3 separate regions of the Mus musculus genome follow, and regions 1 and 2 are each linked to region 3. The links are chromatin contacts, called in public HiChIP or PLAC-seq maps. All regions are on one chromosome and are shown on one strand. The core of a region is the stretch at or near the end of the contact, and the rest is flanking DNA. Distances in the headings are between cores, read along the strand shown. Region 1 has its middle 17 kb from the start of Gm28380. Region 2 has its middle 34 kb from the start of Gm28380. Region 3 overlaps Twist2 (twist basic helix-loop-helix transcription factor 2).

Region 1 (4,248 bases), core at 1,345-3,844, 200 kb before region 3:
TTTTGAGCCAGGACTTCACAGTCTTATCACAAGCCCATTTGAGGGGCTCTTGGTAGCAGCTGTTGATCATGAGGTGGGGTCTCCTGGGTAGCTCAACACTACCTGTCTGTGGAGACCTACAGAGGGTGACTTCTCTCTGTTTGAAGATTCACTCCTGAGTGCAGGAGACAAAAACTGGCTTCTGCAGGGCTGTCCTCCTTTGGCCTCTGGAGATTAGCCTGACTCCCTACACTTAGCCCTACTGCACACTACACATCACGAAACCCAGGCCTGGATTCCTTCTATGGGCTCTGATCTTCCTGGAACCTAGAGTTTGGAAAGCAGCCTTTCTTCATCCATGGAGGGGAAAGAAATGGATAGGAGCAAAGCCACGCTCCTCAGCTCCAGTGAGCGCATCTCCACCTCCCTCTTGGCGCCTCGATTTCCCTGTCTGCCCATGGAAGGAATGAACAGTCTCTGCTTTCCCCACTGTGCCTACATCAAAGATGCAATAAAACTACAGGCAGAAAGCTTTGGAAGTCACGAGGAGCTTTCAAAGCCTCCCCGAGCCTTGCTGGAACTGAGGCCGCTTAGACAGGAAGTGGGAGGCATCTGCTTCACCTAATTCTTTGATGATTAAACATGACAGCCCGCGTGACAGAAGTGACACAGCACAGGTGCTCAGTTATAACAACGCTTCGAATGCTGTCACATCTCCAAGACAGCGTTTGGTGTGTAAAACTTTCTCATATACACATAGGAAGAAAAAGTATAAAACACACACTTAAGCAAAAAAAATTTAAAACTATGTTAAACACGAGATAATCTATCCTTGACATCTTGTCTTAGCTCATTTTAGAGATTATTTATAAAATATCACATACTTATTTGTACGAAAATCAGATCAACACATATTTTGCACCATTATTTTTAGCAAATGCCCAGAATTTAACTCTTATACTTTTGGTTGTGAGCCTAGCCTTTAGTAGCTGAGCCATCTCTCCAGCCTTAGAATCTAACTCTTTATTATTAAATACTTAATTTTTTTAAAGTTCTTTTCTGGCCTGGTGTGGGGACACACCCTATATTCTTAGCATACACTCTAAGCCAGGAGTAGCAAGAGTTCCAGGGCAGTCTGAGCTACAAAACCAAGTCTGAACAACAAAAACACTTCTCAAAAATAAACAAAGGATAACAAGTCTTTTGTTTCAGCTTTAATTCTGATAGGTACAGGTGCAGCCAAGTCCCTATAGTTTAATCAGGTGAAACAACCAGCAGGAGGCAGAGAGGATGTGTTATACCAAGTGTTTCTTTTATATGTTGCAAAACCCCAAGACATCAAATCTACCCCATGCCTATTTTTAAGTACATGGCCCAGAGATGTTAGGTTTCCATCCCCCAAGGAGCATCCACCTCCCCTAACCCTCCATCGACAGAGTTCTTTGTCCCAACATTTGGAGGCTTTGAACTTGTTGGGCAATGCCCCCTTCCTGCCTTACCCTCCCCAGCTACCCTTTGGCGATCTTTGTGGATTGACTTGCACTGCAGACCCAGCTTGAGGGGCATCTTGCAGCGATCGCCTGTGTGGATGGCTTCATTGAGCACAACGCCCTCTAGATCCTGTTAGAGGTTGTCACCATGTCCTCCTTTTCAAGGTTGAGTGACTGTCCACAATGCATGCCTACTACACAGTGTATCCATTCACTGGACAGGTAGCTTATCCCTCATTCTGCTGTTGGTGATAACGCTGTTGAGCTGGGTGTGCCGGGCTCAAAGCCCTGTTCTGTTCTTTGGGTGAATGTCCAGATGCAGGGTTGCTGGAACACAGTGACACTCACTATATTTAACTCTGGGGACTGACCTGCTGTTCTCAGTAGCTACTCTGATGTTCATTCCTGGAGTAGCGCACACGCCTTTGTTATCTCCCCATCCTGGTCAACACTGGATGTTTTCTGTGTTTGGATAAGTAGCCCCCTAGTGTGCACAGTGGCATTTTTTTAAAATAAAAATAAACCATCAAGCAATACATCAGACCCCCACCCCCCAGAGCTCCCAGGGACTAAACCACCAATCAGAGAGTACACATTTATTAACCCATGGCTCCAGCTGCATATGTAGCAGAGGATGGCATTGTTGGGCATCAAGGCCCTTGGTCTTGTGAAGGCTCGATGACCCAGTGTAGGGGAATGCCAGGATGGGGAAGCAGGAGTGGGTGGATGGGTGGGGATCATCCTCATAGAAGTAGGGGAAGAGGGGAGGAGATAGGGGGTTTTCAGAGGTGAAACCAGGAAAGAGGATAACATTTGAAATGCAAATAAAGAAAATAATTTAAAAAAAGAAATGTCATACTGTGCACTGTTACTAGCAAGTGTCAGAATTTATTATTATTATTATGTGCATGTGAGAATTTTCCCTATATCTCTGTGTACCATGTGTGTACCCTGTGCCTGGGGGATCCCCAGTTTCCTGCAGTTTCAGATAGTTTTGAGCTGCCACGAGGGTGCGGGGAACCGAATTCAGGTCTTCTGGAAGACCAGCCAGTGCTCTTAACTGCTGAGTCCATGTGTTTCATACCACAGGCATGAGCTTGAAGTGCAGGCAGGCAGGCAGAGAGAAGGGGGAGATGGCACCTTCTCAAGGCAAGTAGACAATAACTGTGTTTTGATTTTGAGCCTGAGTTATATTACTCAAAGGACTTAATTTACGAGGGTTAAAGATTAAACAAAGTTCGGAAATTAAATAAAAATGTATGAGCCGATTTATTTGGTTTTCTTATCTTAAAGAATTTCCTTTTGCAAATGACGTTGTCAGGTGGTTTTACGAGGTGCGCTCTCTAATGTAGGGGTGGGAGGAGCGCTAACATGGCCAAGTTCAAGGCTCCAGCCACTCTGGTCCTCAGGCAGCACAGCTTGTTTTTAATACCCATGCTGACATGCGAAAAGACCCTGGCGAGACAAGGCCTCTCTGCACTGTGACTGTGACTCACAGTACTTCCCTGTGATGTGCCCCCCCCCCCCCCAAGAACAGTCTTTTTTTTTTTTTTTTACATATTTTATTTTTAATTAGCATACAAAGTGACAGGCTCACTCACAGCATTTTCACATGTATGCTAGGGTTTCCTCTGCCTGGTCCTCAGGGCTCCCTCTCTGCCTGTAGTCTCTTCCCCAGCTCTCTTCCCTGACCATTTTCTCATCACGCACGAAGAACAGCAATTGTTTAAGTTACTGAGAGTCTAATATAATCGCATCTTATCTTAATACCTTGATTTTTCACCCACACCCCCTCCCTCACCACCTTTTCCATCTTGCTTTATGACCAGAGGCTTGTAGGGACATCAAATTGTCTGTCAGTCTACTGTGGGCTCTGTCTTCCCCAGGTCAGCACCCAGTGACTTTATGAACCGTTGACTCCAGAACCAGGCGTTGCTTTGTTGGGACCGATGCTTGTGCGGTCGAAGAGTGTGGAGGAAGTGTTTCACGGTTGGGTGGTGTGATGGTTGATGGTGGTTGTCAGATTGACACAAGCTAGAATCATCGGGAATGAGAGTCTCAGTGAGGGATCCTGTAGATCAGATGAGCCTGCAGGCATCTCTCTCTGTGTGTGTGTGTGTGTGTGTGTGTGTGTGTGTGTGTGTGTATGTGTGACTGTCTTGATTGCCTTAAGGCAAAGGGTCAAGACCCCCCCCCCGGGGGGGGGGGATTGAACCACCCTTTCACAGGGCCGCCTAAGACCATTGGAAATATCAGATATTTACATTGTGATTCATAGCAGTAGCAGAATTACAGTTATGAAGTGGCAACGAAAATAATTTTATGGATGGGGGGTCACCACAACATGAGGAACTGTAATAAAGGAAGGCTGAAAATGCTGCTCTAGATGGCCGTGGTATGTGCTGCAGCCCCAGATGACATCAGTTGGGCTCTTGCAGGGGACTCCTGTTTGGTCTTGCTCACCGTCCTTGCTTCCAGAAAGCATTGGATCCTATTTTAAAGACTCACGACACTTCAATGAAATGTTGCATATATTATACAGCATACAAATAACTATTTTACTACAGTTAGAAGAATTCAGAAAGTTATAAAAGGTCGGGGAGTTCCACTCTTGGCTGGCACTGGTGATGACTTGACTCCTACTAAGACCAGAGATTTCCTGTTGGAATGAGAGCAACCCCTTCTCCAAAGGGACCACTTGGCTTCGTTCATACCTAGAAAGGCACCGTTGGCCTAGGAGAGCTGCAGCGTCCCCTACAGGACCCTCTCCTCACAAATG
Region 2 (3,706 bases), core at 1,079-3,578, 250 kb before region 3:
AAGGAAGAGACACCAGCGGAGAAGCTGGGTGAGGGCAGAATGGGAGTCAACCGCTGAAGCCAGATGATTGCTCTCACAGGTGGCTGGCCGCATGGCATGATGGTCTTGCACTTCCAGCCCCCAGAGCTGTGAGAGAATAGATTCACATTGCACCATTTGCTGAGTGTGAGGGTATGTTGTTAGGGAAGCCTGGACTGCCACCTCTCACTGAGCACTGACCCCACCCTGAGAGAGTTCCTTCTGCTACCCACTTTACCCTATACTGGGGAGACCACACATGCTTCCCCGGTTTATTTTTTTATTAAGAACATGGCTTTGGTTCATGTATGCCAGGTCAGCTCTCTACCAGTAAGCTACACCACCAACCCTCTTTATTAGGCTCAGGGTCTCACTTAGTTATCATGCTGTAGGCAAATCCATGGTAGCACTTGGCTCAGCCCAGTGTAGCCTTGGGCTATATTAGAAAGCAAGCTGAGCAGGCTGTAGAAGGCAGGTCAGTAAAGGGTGTTCCTCTATGGCTTCTGCTTCAGTGTCTGCCCTGAGTTCCTGTCTTGGTTCCCCTAATGAAGGACTGTGATCCAGACATGGAAGCCAAATGGACCCTTTGCTCCCCAGGGAGTGTATGTGTGTGTATACACATGCATACATACATTTATGTGTATACATACACACATATGTACATATGTGCATGTATATGTATATTTACATAGACATGCACATATGTACATATGTATATGTATATATGTATTTATATTTCATATTTAGCATGTATACATCATAGCCCTCTAATCCATATACCCCATACCCTCTACACTCTACCCCCACAATCATGCACACTACAAACATTCATCAAGTCCCATATCCTCCCCAATCCATATCATATGTGCCATATACACAATGTTCTCCATACTCTTGACAGTTTCCCTTACATACACTTTGCATGCCCTGTATATACACACCATAAGCCACACCAATCTCTCTCTCTCTTTCTCTCTCTCTCTCTCTCTCTCTCACACACACACACATACACACACACACACTGTACATACACATGTGGGATTTATCACAATTACTATACCACACTATACCCACCAAGGTTACTCACTCCTACATCACACATAACATTTACTATAACAATATATACCATATGTACTAAATACAAAACATAGCCCACACACCACATACTATATGCTCTGAATATCCTACAGCTACATATAATGATCACTCCTCACTTATATACCATAAATAGCATAAACAACCCCACAACCCCCATTCCCCAACATATATCACATTTGCTTCTGAAATTACCATATTCTCATACCATATATCACATATATCATATACCACACACCAGTGAATATAAACATCATGTAGCATATATATTCACCCATATTACATATACCATATAACATACTGACTTACTCATACCACACACACCAATTTCACATGCCATATATACCACACACATACCATTCCACACATACTGTATGTGTACTACATACCCTATATGACACACACATTCATTCTATATCACATTACATATATCACACATCTTGTATAACCCACATACACACACCCTACACCACACTCTCATTTGTCCAACTCCTTACACAAGCATACCCAAACCTATGTGTATATTCCCGAACGTTGTTTTCATTGCTAGAATCTTGGGTATGGGGACTGGGGATGGAGCCTGGTCTCCTACACCTCCCTTTCCATGCAGGAGTGCCCATTGCTGAAGGACTCGGTAGGTTCTTATGGTGTGTTGACAGTGTCTTCCAGTGGCTGTGCTGGTGCTAACCTGGGTTACCCATGAGCATGGTAGATGATGCTATCTTAGGGCTGAGTGGGACTTAAATCAGCCTGCTGCCCTGAGGAGAGCAAGGAGATGGTGGGGGTTGGTCTGGAGCTGAGACACAGACACATTTTTTTTCTTTTTTTTTTTTTTTTTTTGTATCTCCAGTGAGTCGGGTAGCAGCTGCATGAAGCTGGTTTGATTGTACAGATGCTGTTGGAGCTGGTAGGGGAGGCAGTGTGTCCTGTCCTTCTGGACAGACAATGGAAGTGTCTTGCTGGGGTTTGTTGTTTGCTCTGCAGAGTAGGGATGCTCAGTCACACACCGGATGGACTCTGACTCTCTTGGATTCTAATGTTCTGGGGCCTGTGGACCTCAAGGGACGCCTAATCCTCATAATAGAGGTGACCTTTGGATACTAGGATTTTTCCAGAACAACATAGAAAGTTGGACTTGAGGGAGGGTGGACAGATGGTGGCCTGTATAAAGGCCTGTGGTTTGTGGCTCACGTTTAGTGATATCATCCTGGATAAGGTCTGAGTCAGCTTTTAGCTGGCACAGGTTCCTAAACACTGCTCAGTGGGCCAGGGCCTCCTTCCCATGATGCCCCACATCCCACAAAAGACTTTCCAAAAGTTGCCTCTCATTAGCCTCACCTTTGGCCTACATGGCTGAGGCTGGGGGTGGGGTTCACATTCTTACAAAGTGTTTAGAATTGTTCAAAAGTGGGAGAGGCCGCCCTTTGATCACAGTCTGAGTGGATATTGCGCTCTGGCCATCATCATTCTGACAAACTTCCTCCCCTCCCAAGCCTCCCTCCCCGCCCCACTCAGAAAGGCCCGGAGCTGGGCTGGAGTGACCTGGACTGTGGGTCCTCCTGCACCCTGCAAGGTCGGCTCACCATGGCAGTCAGCAGCTATTTTCATGGCCTCCCTTCCTGTAGGGCCTGTTCCCCAGAGGGAGTCTGTGGGCCTCCTCTCAATAAAAACTCACCAAGGACTTAGACATAAGGAATCCTTCTACTGCAGGGCTGATTTCCCCCTTATCCCCCCCGCCAAGGCCTGATCCAGCCCTGAGAATTCTAAAAGCTGGGGCCCTGGATTGTTCTGATTCCACAGAGCCAGTGTCGCTGTGGGGCCAGCAGGGGCTGTGGATAGAGGACAGAAGAGATGAGAACTGCTTTGAGGACAACTGTTGGTTGCAAGGAGGCCCTTCCCCCGCTTCACATCCTGGTTCATACTGTTGGGAGAGAGTAGAATTCTCTAAATGTCTTCAACCCATACACTTGGGGAGACTTTGGGACAGAAAGGAAGTGGTTCAGAGTGGTCCAGCTCTTGTGTTCTGCTCCTACATGGATGCTCGCTAGTACCTTGAATACTTCTACTACCTTGAAGAGGGGAGGCCCAGCCTCAGGACACTTGCCTGCCTGGCACCCTAGCCTCCATAGCTTGACCCTCCTACTACCATTCCTACCCAGGCTTCTTGGATGCTGTGGGCCCCTCCCTGATCATTCCTGCTCTGAAGCCATGTCTGATCTCAGGGATGTTGAGCCCTCTTCTGCTTCATCTTCTGTTTCCAGTCACCTACCCTGACCATACATAAATGGTCTGATGGGTCTGTGTATGCCATTTACTAGAGGCCCTAAGGAGTCCCATGGTTTTGTGGGGACTTCATACCAGAGGTCTGTGGGGTAGAGCCATTTTTCATGGCAGATCTGCTGCCCCGAGGGCCACTCCAAGCCTATCCCGGATGGATCTTTATTCTGTGTCAGGGATGAGCTTGCCTGGCTTGCGGACCTCTGAGTGGAGCTAGAGCCCTCCTTTGTGCCTGCCCACCCTATTTGCTGGGTGAACCACAGGCTCTGGCCTACCACTGAGGTCCACCCAGGAAAAGAGAAGCTCTTTGGATATA
Region 3 (3,759 bases), core at 1,069-3,568:
AGCAAGCATTTGAGAGATGGCTTGGTCGTGGAGGAGCCTCTTCAGGTACCCAGAGAAGGAGCATCACAGACGTCCCAGAGGGAACTGAGAGCCCTGTCTTTCCAGTCCTCTGTCTCTTCCATCAGGCTTGAGAGCCATTTCTGTTAGCATATGCCTCAAGGTCCGTCCAGGTTACAGCTATGCCAGGATTTCAGTTTTTAAGGCTAAATCATATTTAATGTTGTACAGCATTATTCATAGTCACTGGTCTGTGGATGAACAACTTGCCTGCTTCCCACTTCACAAACCCCTCAAAGTCACAAGGACCAAGAGCCTGACTCCATCAGTAAGACTGGCCATTCTAAACTGTCCCCAGTGTGTATCAGGCCATGAGTCCATGCCATGAAGATTTCTGTAGATGCATTGGTCACCTGTCGAGCTAACTGTCCTAATATTAGAAGTTTTGTGGGCATGTGCTGGCACCCCACGTCTGCTCCCTGGGTATGCCTCTCCTTCTCTTTATGTACAGGTAGGTAGATGCCAGATTTCAGTGCACACACAGCCTCTGGTTGATGTACAGACTCAGCCCTCTCTTTTGAAAATCAGTAGCTCTGATTCAGGTTAGAAATTGCTAGAAGACCTGCCATCCATACAGTCACTCTCCTGACCCACCAAACCTCCACACTGCCTTGGCCCCCCAGCCCTGGCCTACAGTACAGACCATGGCCTAGCCAGGTCTTACCTAGAACACCATTTCCCTGGGCTAAAGTTCAGATGGTAAAAGAAATGGCTTTACCTTGGGCTGACCTTGGCACTCGAGGACACAAAGTTGACCCGGAACACCTACAACTGATCCAGGAACTCTGACTGGAGACTATTCTAAGGACGTGATGCCAAAAAGTTAGAGAGGGCGTGAAGATGGTCAAGGCCTGTTGCTGAGACCCTGACCATGGGTCCTTTGCTTTCCAGTTACCATGGCAGAGATATCTCCGTGTTTGTAATTATAAAACACAATGTAAAGGTTGCCATCCTTACAGTGTTTAGGTGTGTGGTTCTGTGGCACTGATCAAGCTTGCACTGTTTGCTAGGTGAGTAATTTCATCACACACTGTAACAACCGTCAGAAGCACCCGCCTCTACACCCTCATTAAACACTAACTCCCATCTCCTGCCCTGGCTCTTGGTGCCATTCTAGTTCCTGCCTCTGGGGACCTCCTATGACAGGAATTCCACAGGATTTATCACTGTAACTAGCTTACTTCAGTTAGCATATGCCTCATGGTCCACCCAGGTTACAGCTATGCCAAGATTTCATTTTTTTAAGGCTAAATGATATTTCATGTTGTACAGCTTCCCACTTTTGACTTTCATGAATACTGTGGCTATAAGCACAGTATGCTCTTCTATCATGCTTTTTGATGTCCACAAAGCTTGTTCTATCACGGTGATCAACTGGGTCCGCGTAGCACTGGATTCCCTGACTTATCCTCCAGATGTGGGTGGACCCTCACATCTATGTTCTGGGTTTCACGGTCTCTTTATCACACCAGTCCCCTCCCTGTGACCAGCTGTCCTCACGGAGACTCTGTTCATAACGTCCCAGAGAAGCAGAAATGAAATCCACAGGGAAGGCACCGGCTCTAGGACAAAGAACCACAGCCTATCACAGCCTGAGTGGATTTACAGTGTTCTTGTCACTAGACGGCTCCAGCTATGAAAGACAGTTGTTGGCATCGCCTCTTTTGAGATGGTTTGATCTGTCAGGGCAAACCAGGGAGGGAGGCAGGGCAGCTGGTATCTGTCACTCTCCTGGGCCACAGAGGACTCAGTTCCATTTTTCTTCACTGGGTTGAAACATGGCAGTCAGAAGTCTCTCAAGGAGCCTTGAGGACAGGATGGGGGGATGTCCCCTTCAGGACTTAGCAGAAGAAAAGGTCATCTCAGGACCCCTCTGACTGTACTGCCCACTGGGACAGAAGAGTTCCAGCCATTCCACCACTGGATAAAGGTAGACTTGGCCAAGAGATGAAAGAGGAAATTTGGAAAACTCTGTGATGCTGACCAACATTTCCTTAGAGAGTCCCTGTGGCTGTGTGCTCCATGTGGCTGGAAACTGTGGGATCTCACACCATCTGTAAGGGCTGGGCTTCCAGCCGCTGCAACACTGCAAATTCCTGGTGACACAGGAGCCAAAGGCACTTTGTGAACTTCTACTCCCTCACCAGGGGACAGCGTGAGTCAGGCCATACAAATTCCCATGATGTCAGCCACTCTGCTTAGCTTCTGGGACTCCTAGGTCCCTGTGCCTTTCTCCCCCTGTCCCCAAGTAGCAAAGCATAAATAAACAGATGGAAAGTTACCTCACAGATCCCTGGCAAAGCCCTCTGGCCCTGCACAGCCCTGGCTGGGTGAAAGTTTACTTTAGAAGATTCTGATGCAATAAAGACAGACAAAGGAGGTGGCTGGTCATGGGCTCTAGCACTGTCGGGGCTTGGAGGGAAATGGATGCAGGAAAGGCCCAGGCTTCAGGTTAGAGTTCAGGTCTCCAGCTCCATAACTCTGGAAAGAGAGAAAGAAAGAAAGAAAGAAAGAAAGAAAGAAAGAAAGAAAGAAAGAAAGAAAGAAAGAAAGAAAGAAACCCAGTGGTCATCTGTGCCCCTTACAAGCTAACTGCTGTCTACTACTACTGCCAAGAAGCTCACTATTAGGAGACACAGCCAAGTGTGCTGGTGTTCACTTGCAATCCCAGCAGGAACACGGAAGTGAACGTAAGAGGCTGGGAGCTGGCTCGGCTGGCAGTGTTTGCTGCAGGAACATGAGGACCCAGGTTCAACCCCTTGAACCTGTACGCAAAAGTTGGGTGACGTGGTAAAAGTGTTTTCAATCCCAGCACCGTGGAGGCAGAGACAGGAGGGTCCCGAGGGCTCAAAAGTAACTGGGAGATCCGGGGAGGGATCTGCCTCAAAAGATAAGGCAGAGAGCAACTGAAGAAGAGCACTCTGACCCGCCCTACTTACATACATGTGCACACACACCTGCATGCATATGTGCACCCAAAAACACCCCCAGCAAATAAATATGTAAATAAAGTCCAAGGCCAGCCTCAATTACATAGTAAGGACCAGGCCAGCCTCAGAAACACAGTGAGACCTTATCTCAAAAGTAAGTGCAGCGGTGAAGAGCACTGGTTGTTCCTGCAGACGATTGAAGTTCTGTTCTCAGCACCCATGCCAGGCAGCTCACAACCATCAAAAACACAAGCTCCAGGGGCTCCGGCAACCTCTTCTGGCCTCCATGGGCACTTATACCCACATGCACACTGGCATACACATAATTAAAAAAGAAAACATTTACGTGCATGCATACATACATACATACATACATACATACATACATGCATAAGATGCATGAAGCCTGAGCAGATGGTAAGCAGGAGCTTCATGGATGGTAGAGACATCCACCTGGGAGAGCCTGTGTCTAGCTGAGTCCTGATTCCTCTATCCCATGTACACCGCTATTAGACAGAACTGGGTTTCAGCAGCAGTTGCAGAGACAAAAGTCTTCCCTATGATGTGTCAACATAGCAGAAGCTACATCAGAAGAAAGAGAAGCCTGTGGGCCCACAAGAGCCTTCACTTTGGCTTCTCCCGAGGCCAGCAAGGGACCTGACAGAAGCAAGAGAAATCAACTTCTTCAGAAGTTAAAATTCTAGGTCATTTGCAAGAAAAAGAAATGTACTAATCTTTCTAAAGAATATATCATCGTCGGGGAAATAAGAGG

What was found. HiChIP or PLAC-seq counts read pairs in DNA pulled down with a chosen protein or histone mark.
Region 1: a contact with region 3 is called in a FOXA1 HiChIP or PLAC-seq map of pancreatic cancer cells. The contact joins two enhancer-like sites. A contact is called at or near these places in 3 of 484 Hi-C or Micro-C datasets (embryonic stem cells, liver and nephron progenitors), 1 of 115 datasets of contacts at active chromatin or transcription factors (pancreatic cancer cells) and 1 of 9 other capture datasets (embryonic stem cells).
Region 2: an HNF4G HiChIP or PLAC-seq map of pancreatic cancer cells shows a contact between it and region 3. The contact joins two enhancer-like sites. A contact is called at or near these places in 2 of 15 datasets of contacts at CTCF or cohesin (the NIH/3T3 cell line and stem cell-derived epiblast-like cells), 12 of 484 Hi-C or Micro-C datasets (the G1E-ER4 cell line, the HL-1 cell line, the N1E-115 cell line and 4 more), 2 of 115 datasets of contacts at active chromatin or transcription factors (embryonic stem cells and pancreatic cancer cells) and 1 of 9 other capture datasets (embryonic stem cells).

Annotation. Positions count from the first base shown.
Region 1 is chr1:91,625,702-91,629,949 of GRCm38.p6, forward strand. No RefSeq gene overlaps it. Among named protein-coding and RNA genes, the nearest start is that of Gm28380, 17 kb to the left of the region's middle. Within about 2 kb of position 2,595, at least 4 of the 459 cell types and tissues checked have an H3K27ac peak or open chromatin away from gene starts, as enhancers often do. A contact at or near this core is called in pancreatic cancer cells, where this site is marked.
Region 2 is chr1:91,575,728-91,579,433 of GRCm38.p6, forward strand. No RefSeq gene overlaps it. Among named protein-coding and RNA genes, the nearest start is that of Gm28380, 34 kb to the right of the region's middle. Within about 2 kb of position 2,329, at least 25 of the 459 cell types and tissues checked have an H3K27ac peak or open chromatin away from gene starts, as enhancers often do. A contact at or near this core is called in the HL-1 cell line, the NIH/3T3 cell line and pancreatic cancer cells, where this site is marked.
Region 3 is chr1:91,821,428-91,825,186 of GRCm38.p6, forward strand. The region is part of intron 1 of Twist2 (twist basic helix-loop-helix transcription factor 2); the gene reads left to right. The region is part of intron 1 of Gm46117 (a long non-coding RNA gene); the gene reads right to left. Among named protein-coding and RNA genes, the nearest start is that of Gm46117, 8.0 kb to the right of the region's middle. Within about 2 kb of position 2,319, at least 72 of the 459 cell types and tissues checked have an H3K27ac peak or open chromatin away from gene starts, as enhancers often do. A contact at or near this core is called in the HL-1 cell line, the NIH/3T3 cell line and pancreatic cancer cells, where this site is marked.